3 separate regions of the Mus musculus genome follow, and regions 1 and 3 are each linked to region 2. A link is a contact called in public Hi-C and HiChIP or PLAC-seq data. All regions are on one chromosome and are shown on one strand. Each heading gives the region's core, a stretch centred on a gene start, on an enhancer-like site or on the middle of the called end of the contact. The rest is flanking DNA. Distances are from core to core; before and after follow the strand shown. Region 1 holds the start of Rab3gap1 (RAB3 GTPase activating protein subunit 1). Region 2 overlaps Zranb3 (zinc finger, RAN-binding domain containing 3). Region 3 overlaps Zranb3 (zinc finger, RAN-binding domain containing 3).

Region 1 (3,579 bases), core at 746-3,245, 110 kb before region 2:
CCCAGCACTCTAGAGGCAGAAGCAGGTGGGTTTCTGTGAGTTTGAGGCCAACCTTGTCTACGCAGTGAGTCCCACAAAAGCCAGAGCTACATAATAAAGAGTCTGTCTCAAAAAATTATTTAATTTAAATTTTTATGTATATAATTATTTTGTCTGCATGTGTATTTGTGCACTGTGTGCATTTCTGTTTACTATAGAAGTCAGAAGAGGGTGCTGAGTCCCCTAGAACTAGAAGTATGGAGCGTTGTATGTAGCCACGTGGATGCTGGGGACAGAGTTGGGGTCCTCTGTAACAACAGTCAGTACTCTTAACTGCTGAGCCATCTCTACAGTCCCCAACAGAATTCCAACTGCTAGTTAGCACTCCTGTCCTTCAGTGGTTTAAAAAGTAAAGCACTCATCAAATAGTATGTTCTTCTCAGAGTATATGTAACTTGTATGATGTTGTTTGGTTTTGTTTATTTTTTGTTTTGTTTTTCAAGACAAGAGTTTCTCTGTGTAACAGAGCCCTGGCTGTCCTGGTCTCACTTTGTAGGCCAGGCTTGCCTTGAATTAACAGAGATCTGCCTGCCTCTGTCTCCTGAGTGCTGGGATTAAAGGCATGCACTTCCATGCCTGGCTGCTTTTTAAAACAATAAGTTTAGTTGTATAGATTTTCTTTTCCTGGGGTTAGGAAAGGAGACAGTGGGTTTAAGGATCTTGGTCAGTGTTTATGAGTTGTAAAGTTTGAACAAGAGCTGAGGATGTAGTTCTGTTGGTAGAGCTTTTGCCTAGCATGCATGGTCCTCGCTTCTGTCTTTACCACCACACCATACAATCCAAGACGGTGCTACATGACTGCAGTCAGGATACTCAAAAGGAGGCAAGAGGATCAGAATTCCAGTTCGCTCTTCTCACCACAAGGCGTGTGAGGCTGGCTTATGAACCCTATCTCAAGAACAAAACCAAGGGCTTGAGAGATGGCTCAGTGGTTAAGAGTGCTCTTCCAAAGGTTCTGAGTTCAAATGCCAGCAATCACAAGGTGGCTCACAACCATCTGTAATGGGATCTGATGCCCTTTTCTGGTATACTCATATACATAAAATAAATATACTCATACACATTCTAGTGTAATCATATACATAAAATGAATAAATAAATCTAAAAAAAAACCCATTTGAATGAAAACTCAAAGAGGTTTTTAAATACAATTGTGACCATGCATATCTAGGGTCTTTGCCATATAGGACTACATATGCCCCAAGATATTTATGAATGTAGCCCAATACATCTGTGGATGTGAATGTCATGTAACAATTTCAAAATGTTCATCAGTTTGTTTTTGTTTTTTGTTGTTGTTGTTTTTTGTTTGTTTGGTTGTTTTTTTTCTTCCGAGACAGGGTTTTTCTGTGTAGCCCTGGCTGTCCTGGAACTCACTTTGTAGACCAGGCTGGCCTCGAACTCAGAAATCTGCCTGCCTCTGCCTCCCGAGTGCTGGGATTAAAGGTGTGTGCCACCACGCTCGGCTCATCAGCTCTTCTTGAGTCTACAAAATACTCTTATTATTTTTACTTTTAATTCTTTAAACAATACTTGTTAATTTTATTTCATGTGCATGAGTGTTTCGTCAGCATGTAAATCTGTTTGTGCAGCACGTGCATGCCTGGTGTCAGTCGAGGCCAGAAGCAGGTACAGGATCCCTTTGGACTGAAATCACAAATGGTTGTGAACTGCTATGCAGGTGCTGGAAATCGAACATAGGTCTTGTGAAAGCGCAGCGGGTAGTCTTAACTGCACAGTTATCCCTCTAGCCCCAACAGAATTTTAAAAAAAATATTACTAAACCACCTTGAAGAAGAGCGTATGCCACACTAAGATCTTTCTGTCTGGAGGAAAAAGGTCTTCCCACCTTCCAGCAGGCCCTTTGTAGGCGGGCCCGCTTCGGGGCCCCACCCACCACCCACCGAGGCCCCGCCCACGGCCACTCAGTGCCCTCCTCCTAGCTCCCTTCTTCCCGACAGCCTTCGCGCGGGGCCTGACGCTCCGCTCCGCAAGATGGCGGCGGACAGTGAGGTGAGTTCTGCGCCCTGGGTGCCTCTGTCACAGAGTTCTGCCGCCGACGTCAGTGGCCCGCAGCTTACTGTCTGTGCTCTTCTCTGTCCCCGCAGCCCGAGTCCGAAGTGTTTGAGATCACAGACTTCACCACAGCCTCGGAGTGGGAGAGGTGAGTAGTGTGTTTGGTCCTGTCTGGCCCCGGGCGGCATCACACAGGTGACGCTGGTTCGGAGGGAGACGCCCACGCTTCGTCTCTTCTTCCGCGCCACGGCAACTTTGGCTTTTTCCGCATCAATCATACAGACAGGTCAGACCAACCTTCAGACTCCGCCTTTAAAACAAGTTGTGTTGACTTCCAGATCACTTCCCTGGCACAGAAAACCATTTCCGAGGTCGTCCCCGGGTCTTATGCTTTCATGTCAATTTGCCTCAGTTGTCATCAAAGCCGTCAGCTAAGCAGCTGCTGTGTTTTCTTCCTGTGTTTATTGGAAGAGACTTTTAGCGTACCGATGACTGTTCATCTGTCATCCTCTTACCATCGTTATCCTGTCTTCGAGAAATTAAAAAATTAAAATTCTACTATTTCATACTTATAAATAGTATGTTTACATACGTCTTTGGAATGTTTTGATTCACAGCGTTACATTTTAAACTTGGTCCTGTGCCCAGACTTCCCGAGCTTGTCAAATTCAGATGAACAACTGCATTAAGGCGAACATGTTTTATCACCTGAGTGAGTTGAAAACTAAGTTTGTTGGCTTGATAGCTAGCTATTGAGGTTATTGTTGCAGTGCTTGTAGGCTTTACAAATGTGTGGCTCTCATATCAGTTGGTGGCATAGGAAGATATAAAAGATCTTTGAAATAGTAGTTTGACTTGTGTTCCCATCCCCACACTTCATCGAGTCAGTAAGACTTAACACACTAGCAAGACTTTATGAGGAAGTACTGTGTGCCCTGAACTATCCTAAGATCAGGGAAATCTATATACCTTTTAAAAACTCCAACAAATAGTTAAAATGTAAGCCAGTTGGTACTAACTACAAAGAACTAGTTAAGTAGGGAAAACGTGGACTACAAAATTGTTGGAGACATTTTTGTAGGGAAAAGATAGGAAATGCCTGCTTTGAAATTGGGGAGGGAAATGGAAGCTGGGTGACGTGGCACCTGTGTATAATAGTGACTACTGGCAAGGCTGAGGCGGATCACTTGAGCTAAGGAATTAAGACCAGCCTGAGCAATCTAAGAGGTACTGCCTTAAGAAAGGAAAGGGAAAATGGTTCAGGGTTTGGTTAAACATGAGAAGGGACTGACATTTCGAGACAAGTAAGTGAGGAATTATCACTGGGAAATAAATAAAAATGATACAGTGAGATCAGTTTCCAAAGCCAAGGCAGAGGCGTCGAGAGTTGGTGCACTTGACTAAAAACTCTCCAACTTGACTGTGCATCAGAACCTGCTGGTCTCGGTTCTCAGTGTTTCCCATTAGGTTTTAGGTCCAATCCCCAAATTTGCTTTTCTAACATGGTCCCAGGTAATACAGATG
Region 2 (3,297 bases), core at 403-2,902:
GGGATGTATGCTGTACCTGCCTTCTGTGTAGGTGCTAAGATTCAAACTTGGGCTCCCCCCACCCCCGCCCCCAACCACCACCACTAAGACACAGTTTCTCTGTGTAGTCCTAGCTGTCTGGGCTCACTCTGTATACCAAACTCAGAGATCCACCTGGCTCTGACTCTCAACTGCTAGGATTAAAGGCAGCACCATGCCTCAGACTTGGATCTTAATGCTTATGCAGCAAGAAGCTGACTACCTCTTCAGCCCTAAGAATTCTAGCCTGGAACATGTTAACCTTGAGGGCCCCACTGGGTACCAAAGCAGAAAGATTTTGTAGGTTACATTGGATAAAACCACTCTGGCACTCAAATCAGAGATATAAAGTTGGGCAATTTCAGCTGTTGGTTGTTGATATTATCATTCAGTGTATACTATGCCCTATTGATTTCAAAGCAGCTTTCACAAACTGCAGCAACCATATGGCTCCTTTAATGCTTTTGGATTCTACTGTTTCTTCAAGAGTTTTAAGAAAGCAATATTAAAATTTTAATTAGTATTCATTCTGCCCTTTAATACCTTGTGGGTACAAACAAATCAAGGTACCAGCTCATTATGCCAATTGTAATAATGTAAACCTGAGCACTGTCGTGTTGAAACGCACTGTTACTTGAAACTCTTATCTTTTCCCTAAGCAGGCTACTTCACGCTCACAACTGGAGTTTATTTCTTCAGGTTTCTTGGCAGGCTGCTTATTCAATCATAGGTCTAGAAACTTTCACTGTTGTTCCTAGCATCAAAAGGGAAAATGAGAACTATCAAACACATAATAAACTAGGATTTTTTTTTTTCCTAAGCTAGTCACTTTCTACTCTTGCTGTGAGCTAACTTTACAAGTTGCTTTATTTTGATTGCACCAGCTGGGATTGCAGGGGGTCATGTTAACTGTGGCAAGGACATCACATGGAGAGAGTGTGTGGTTCTAGTTTTGTTTCAGAGAACAGGTGCCCACATAACAAATACAGCTACCCAGACGGCCACTTGTCAATTTTGATAGAGCTCTCAGAAGTGAGAGAGGAAAGACTCAGGTTCTGTATTCCTTCGGATTAACACTGAGAGGAGGAGGGGTGGGGAAACTATAACATTAGAGTCTCTTAGTTCTGTCCTGGTTAGAGCCTGCTGTTAGAAGAATGAATATAGAGGAGAACCACTGTGAACAACTATACCATTGTTAAAATAACCTATTTCTAGTTTCCAGAACTGTCAATGTGGCATTTTTTCATTGCCATAAAAATATTCTCTGGAACTGAAAACAGTGAGAATACTAATATTTCTGATATTTTTCTGTTACATTGTATTTATTCTGCATGCATGTATTGGTTAGATTCTTTTAATAAGACCTGAAGAAGAGCTTATGAGTTGTCAAGGAAGAAATATGGCACAATGAATACTGAGCAGGCCAAGTAGTTACAAAATGATTCTATTTAAATATAAAAACCATCTCATTTCCTTAAAAAACAAGAATATCTACTTCTTTCATAACAGCAGGTCTGTGATGGGCAGCACATTTGCTACCATAGCAACAAGGCTTCTCCTGCCCACTGAGCTCACATCCTGTTGACATTATTCAGAAATGCCCATTTGTGCCAAGTTAATGCCAAGCCAGTGGCACTCAGAATATATATTCTTGACAGAACCAGGAGTCATTCACATTCCACAGGGGATGAATCGACAGTCTTTACTCAGGGAACTTCTTATTCGATTTTAAGGGCTGTAGGCCCTGCTGAGTCATGAGGCACTTCTGTAACATTACTACCCAAAGGCTTGGGTGGTCTTTAGGGCACCCTCCCTGCCAGCCTCATCCCCACCTTCCGTACACTCACCAGCTCTGCTCCGAGGGTTCTCACACATCTCACAGTATGGAAGGCCTGGGTTGTTGAGGAATGTGCAGAAGCCACACTGCCATCCCTTCTCAGGAAGGGCTGGAGAAGCCAATGGGGGCTTGACCTCATGGACAACTTCCATGGATGTGGCTCTGGCTTGCAAGGACGGTCCTTCCTCCAGGGCACTGCTGTGGTCCTCGGTGCTCAGGGACTTCAACCTTTTAGCTTCAGGCTCACACCCATTTTTGTCAGCAGTGCTATCACTTGTAGCCATTTTTCTAGGGTCCGAGGCCACTGTAATCTTCTCCTTGAATGCCTCTGGGTCATCACAGGTCGTTTCTAACTGTCTCTTTTTCAGTTTTGGTAAGAAGAATGATCGAATATCATGCTGTTTCTCTTTTTCAAACTGAAATCAGCCAACAGTTATGAAATGGGGAAACAACTGTTCTTCCTAAATGAAAGAACTTAGCATTTTCATTAACCAGACTGACTGGAAATGAATCCAATTATAGTGTCACTCTTCATAAATACACATAACTCAGTGGAATGAACACAGTCATGCACTGAATGGATATAGCCACATACTTCCTATGTGTCTTTGCTTAGCACGTACTGTGTGCTGAACTCATTCAACCCTTATGCTAGCCCCGTGAAGGAGGCTTCGGGTGAGGAAATTAGATAGAGAAGTTATAAAATAGAAATATACTTTATACACTATCTTCCTTAGATGTGCATCTGGTAAAAAGGGGAATTGCATATGTAGAAATTTTAGCAAATAAAATAGTATTTTAAGTCAAAAACCTAGAAAAATACTTCCATGGCCAAATTGTAAACACATTGTATATAAACTACATGACACTCATATTAAAACATTATACTGACCAGGAAACATTTTTCAAATAGCATTAAAATATTTATTCTGACTACTACATGCATATGCATACACATGAATGTGCACTCCCACATGTATTTCACATACCCGCAAACATACAAACACACAGACACAAAGCACACTGACACCCACAAATGAAAAAAGAAAAGCTTTCCTTTGTTTTTAAGGGTTTCATTAACTTCTAACTTAGTATTCTAAAACTTCATAATTACGTACATCTATCTGTGTCTATATAATCTATAAGTATATGCCTCAAAATTCTACTTGCACTCAGGATACTCTATGCCACGTGAATAACATTTTTCCTCTTGTACATTTTCATGATTTCTTTGATAATTTCTTCCTTTCCATTTTGTCTTTCCTTATTTTCTGGGATCTGTTAGTCTAATGTTGGGTCTATCCTTGGCATCTAATTAGTCTCATGTTTTCCTTTTCCCTCAAAAAATATTAAGCTTTTCTCTGCTTAGCTTCCCTCTCAGGTACAGAATTTTTTAATTTGGCAGCCATGTGCATTTTTAAATATAATGTTTATTTACTATG
Region 3 (3,412 bases), core at 567-3,066, 100 kb after region 2:
CCTAAATTACTCTATGTACAAGCAAAGCAGTCTCAACAGCTGACCAGAGATAAACTAGCCAGTTAGATTGGCAATGTCAGCCTTAGCGCAGTATATACACCACACTCATCTCCTTCCATCCTACACTGTATTCCCTCAAGCACAGTCTAACTCAGTATTCTAGATGTTTCTTCTTACATTCTCGTAATAGTTCAGTACTGACGATCTCTTCTTTGACCTGTTTCTTCTTCTCTTTGCTGAATAATTTTTATTAGCATTCACACATGCTAAGCTTTGCCATTGTAAAAAGAAACAGAAATCTTTTCTGGCCCTTGCTTTGCTTTCCCAGCTTCCAGCTACTTTCCTCTAGTTCTTCATGAACAAGCTGCCAGCCTCATTTTGTGCTGTTCTCAGCCCCTGTTCTCAGCCCCATGAGCAGTGATGAGTTCTTTAAGCTCATGCTCTGTAAGGAAAAGGATGCAGCTTTCAGCACTGCTGCTGGTAAGCATAACGAAAGCAGCTTACCTCTGTGCCTTAGTTTTCTAGCACACAAAGCAGGGCTACCACCTTAACAGACTACATGCTAATAAATTAATCTTGTGCCTAATTTACATCTTTAAAATATATGGTAATAGCAATCTCAAGACTTAGGAGACTGAGGCAGTAGGATTTCAAGTTCAAGACCAGTTGGACTATATAGGACATTGAAGGGTGGTTTATACAACATAGGGAAATCCTGTAATCAGGGGCGTGGACACACACACATACATACATACATACATACATACATACATACATACACACACACATACATAATTGTGAAAAAAGCTATTGTATAAAAATAAGAGAAAAAAAAAACCCTCTAGAATAACACCTATATTCCCCTTTAACAAATCTCTCTACGTGCTATGTTCCTTTTGCCTTCAAGTATCTCATGAAAGTTCCTTTCCTATATCCCATGTTATTCAATTAGTAAATGCATATTCAACCTTAAAGATCCAGTTTGGGATAGTCCTCTAAGAATTAGTTCCAGACCAGACTCTGGCTTCCAGATGCAGTCAGGATACTCTGTATGCTGTCAACACACTTCCACTGTGACGTCTATTACATTATAGCACAGTTTTTGTGTATGTTCTACTATCGGGCAATGAACTTATTGACTACAAGCCACTGTCATTCAGTTCTGTCTCCCAAGAGCCTCTCTGTGCCCAAAATACCAGGGAATCATATACTTATTTGAAGTCATCCCAGAAAGGAAGCAAGGTATTTCAACCTTAATTTGAGAAAATCAATTCCCCCTCCTCACACACAACTATCTACACAAATAATTTAACATCTTTAAAACGAATCTCACAATAATGCTTTGCTGCCCACATCCAAACACCAGGTTTATCATAGGGAAGCAAGAGCTTTACTACATGGAGTAACTTGGTTTCTATGCCTCTCAGGACTTCTAATGGGAATAATATTGTTAGCAGTCTTTTAGACTTTTGGTGAAATTTGTGTCCTCTAGGATACAAACAATTCCATCTCAAGTTAATGACAAGTATGAAAATCTAAGCCCTGTCACTAGGCCCTTGGAACAGGCATTCAGGGAGCTCTGTTTTTCCAGCAGTACGGTTAACAGTCCCATGCAAGCTTTCAACAGACCTACAAGTGGACCTGTACCCCTAAGATTAAGAAGAAAGAAATCCTGTGGGGATACAGTGTAGGACCCTAGCTGCTGGCTCTGCAGCAGTAGCTACAATGTGAGAACAAACAAAACTACCAGGCTTCACACTCCAGGCAACAGGTGGGCAACTCTACTTCGTGGGTAAGTGGGTAGAGAAACAGGAAGCCAAGGGCAAACTGATTCAGACCAGTGACTGCTAAGATGGCTATGAATCTGACTGCCTCATTAAACCCTCTCCGTAATATGTTAATTTTGAGGCCTATGTAAAGGAAGCATGAACAATAAGTCTCTTTCTCACCAACAAAACCATCAATATTCAAAATCTTTCCTGAAAGGATATGAATATTCAAACTCTTCTCCACAAAATGAAATGTACATCTTTGCTTGTGTAGCTACTTGGCCGACTCTACTTCCGCCTACAGTCATTCTGCTTCTGAGGTAACTCACCGTGCTTCCGTTCTGTAATAACCTTTCACTTTACTGTTGCTTGAGAAGAACAACAACCTATAACCAAATCAACCAACCAAAAAGAAACGAACACCAGAAAGCTCTCCATAAAGAGAAAGCCTGTTGTGATATCCAACATTTTTGGGCAACAGAGAACTATTTAATGCTACCATGCAGAAGTGTGCTGTTATTAAAATTAAATTATCAAAAAGACTGAATATGAGGCATGAACAATATATGATACAGTCAGTAAAATAGCTTAATCTGTTTATCAGATTGGGGATCTGATTTTCTAAAAACATTACTTAATGTACTGATATTTTAATTTAAAGATATCCTAAAATACTTTCAATGTTAGTTTGCTTTATTCTTTTGATTTTTAAGTAAAAAACAAAAACAAAAAATGGAAGCACAGCAAATTACTTCAAATATGAAATTAAGCTTTCTGTCTTATGAACAAGTTTCAAGATTTAAAATTTTTATTTCATTTTTTAAAAAAGCATACTCACCAAGGCAATGAAGAAATTACTGAGATTTGTTTAATGAACAGTATTTCATTAAGCAGACTGTTGGAACATGGTATAAAGAGGAACAGCACATATTGGCTTTTTCTAGTGTGGGTGTCCTGGTATTCTCAGGATCTTTCACCCACTCATGAGTCAGTTTTATATAACACAGTAATGTATAATTTCCCTCCTACTCACAAGCCAACACTTCAGAGATAACATTTTACCCAGTGTTATTTAAAGAATATGGTAACTTGGAACATTTTAATATTTTTCAAAACGTATAAACAACCAAATTATTATCATGTCAGTAACGAAGCTCTTTGGCTTCAAAGAAGCACTCCAGTATATTTTAATGCTAAATAATAATTAATTTAGGAAAATATATTTAGAAAATATGTAAACTGTAACAAAACATAACTTTATTGTTTAAGATTTTATATTTGATTCTATGTATGTGTGCATCCATGTGTGTGTATGTGCATGTAAGTATATGTGCCAGTGGGTGGTATTAGATACCCAGAGCAGGAGTCAGAGGCAGTTGTGATTAATGTGGGCACTGGGACCCAAACCCAGGTCCTCTGGAAGAGTAGCAAGAACTCTTAACCAGTCTCACTGTTCAGTTCTGGTTGTCCTAGAACTTACTATGTAGACCAGACCTGGCTGGCCTTGAATTCATAGAGAGTTTACCTCTCTGCCTCCCAAGTGCTGGGATTAAAGGAGTGTACCACTTCCTCCAGTGAGATTTAGTTTAAAAAAATTGTCATGAATTTATACATAAAGGAGCACTTGCCTCTACAGCCAAAGA

What was found. Hi-C and Micro-C count contacts between places; a contact is called where the count stands out from the background. HiChIP or PLAC-seq counts read pairs in DNA pulled down with a chosen protein or histone mark.
Region 1: a contact with region 2 is called in an HNF4G HiChIP or PLAC-seq map of pancreatic cancer cells. The contact joins the promoter of Rab3gap1 here to the enhancer-like site in region 2. A contact is called at or near these places in 1 of 39 promoter capture datasets (embryonic stem cells), 3 of 115 datasets of contacts at active chromatin or transcription factors (double positive thymocytes, memory CD8 T cells and pancreatic cancer cells) and 3 of 9 other capture datasets (adipose tissue, liver and pancreatic islet).
Region 3: a Hi-C map of cortical neurons shows a contact between it and region 2, with 3 times the contacts expected there. The contact joins two enhancer-like sites. A contact is called at or near these places in 1 of 39 promoter capture datasets (hippocampal neurons), 7 of 484 Hi-C or Micro-C datasets (bone marrow-derived macrophages, cerebral cortex, cortical neurons and 3 more), 4 of 115 datasets of contacts at active chromatin or transcription factors (the HPC-7 cell line, the NIH/3T3 cell line, memory CD8 T cells and 1 more) and 3 of 9 other capture datasets (adipose tissue, liver and pancreatic islet).

Annotation. Positions count from the first base shown.
Region 1 is chr1:127,866,778-127,870,356 of GRCm38.p6, forward strand. Rab3gap1 (RAB3 GTPase activating protein subunit 1) reads left to right here and starts at 1,996. Exons shown (of 24, transcript NM_178690.4): 1 at 1,996-2,052; 2 at 2,148-2,203. The coding sequence starts at 2,035.
Region 2 is chr1:127,974,274-127,977,570 of GRCm38.p6, forward strand. Zranb3 (zinc finger, RAN-binding domain containing 3) reads right to left here. Exons shown (of 21, transcript NM_027678.3): 13 at 1,866-2,271. Among named protein-coding and RNA genes, the nearest start is that of Gm28800, 15 kb to the left of the region's middle. Within about 2 kb of position 1,653, at least 88 of the 459 cell types and tissues checked have an H3K27ac peak or open chromatin away from gene starts, as enhancers often do. A contact at or near this core is called in adipose tissue, cortical neurons and pancreatic cancer cells, where this site is marked.
Region 3 is chr1:128,075,240-128,078,651 of GRCm38.p6, forward strand. All of the region lies in intron 2 of Zranb3 (zinc finger, RAN-binding domain containing 3), which reads right to left. Among named protein-coding and RNA genes, the nearest start is that of Zranb3, 26 kb to the right of the region's middle. Within about 2 kb of position 1,817, at least 38 of the 459 cell types and tissues checked have an H3K27ac peak or open chromatin away from gene starts, as enhancers often do. A contact at or near this core is called in cortical neurons, where this site is marked.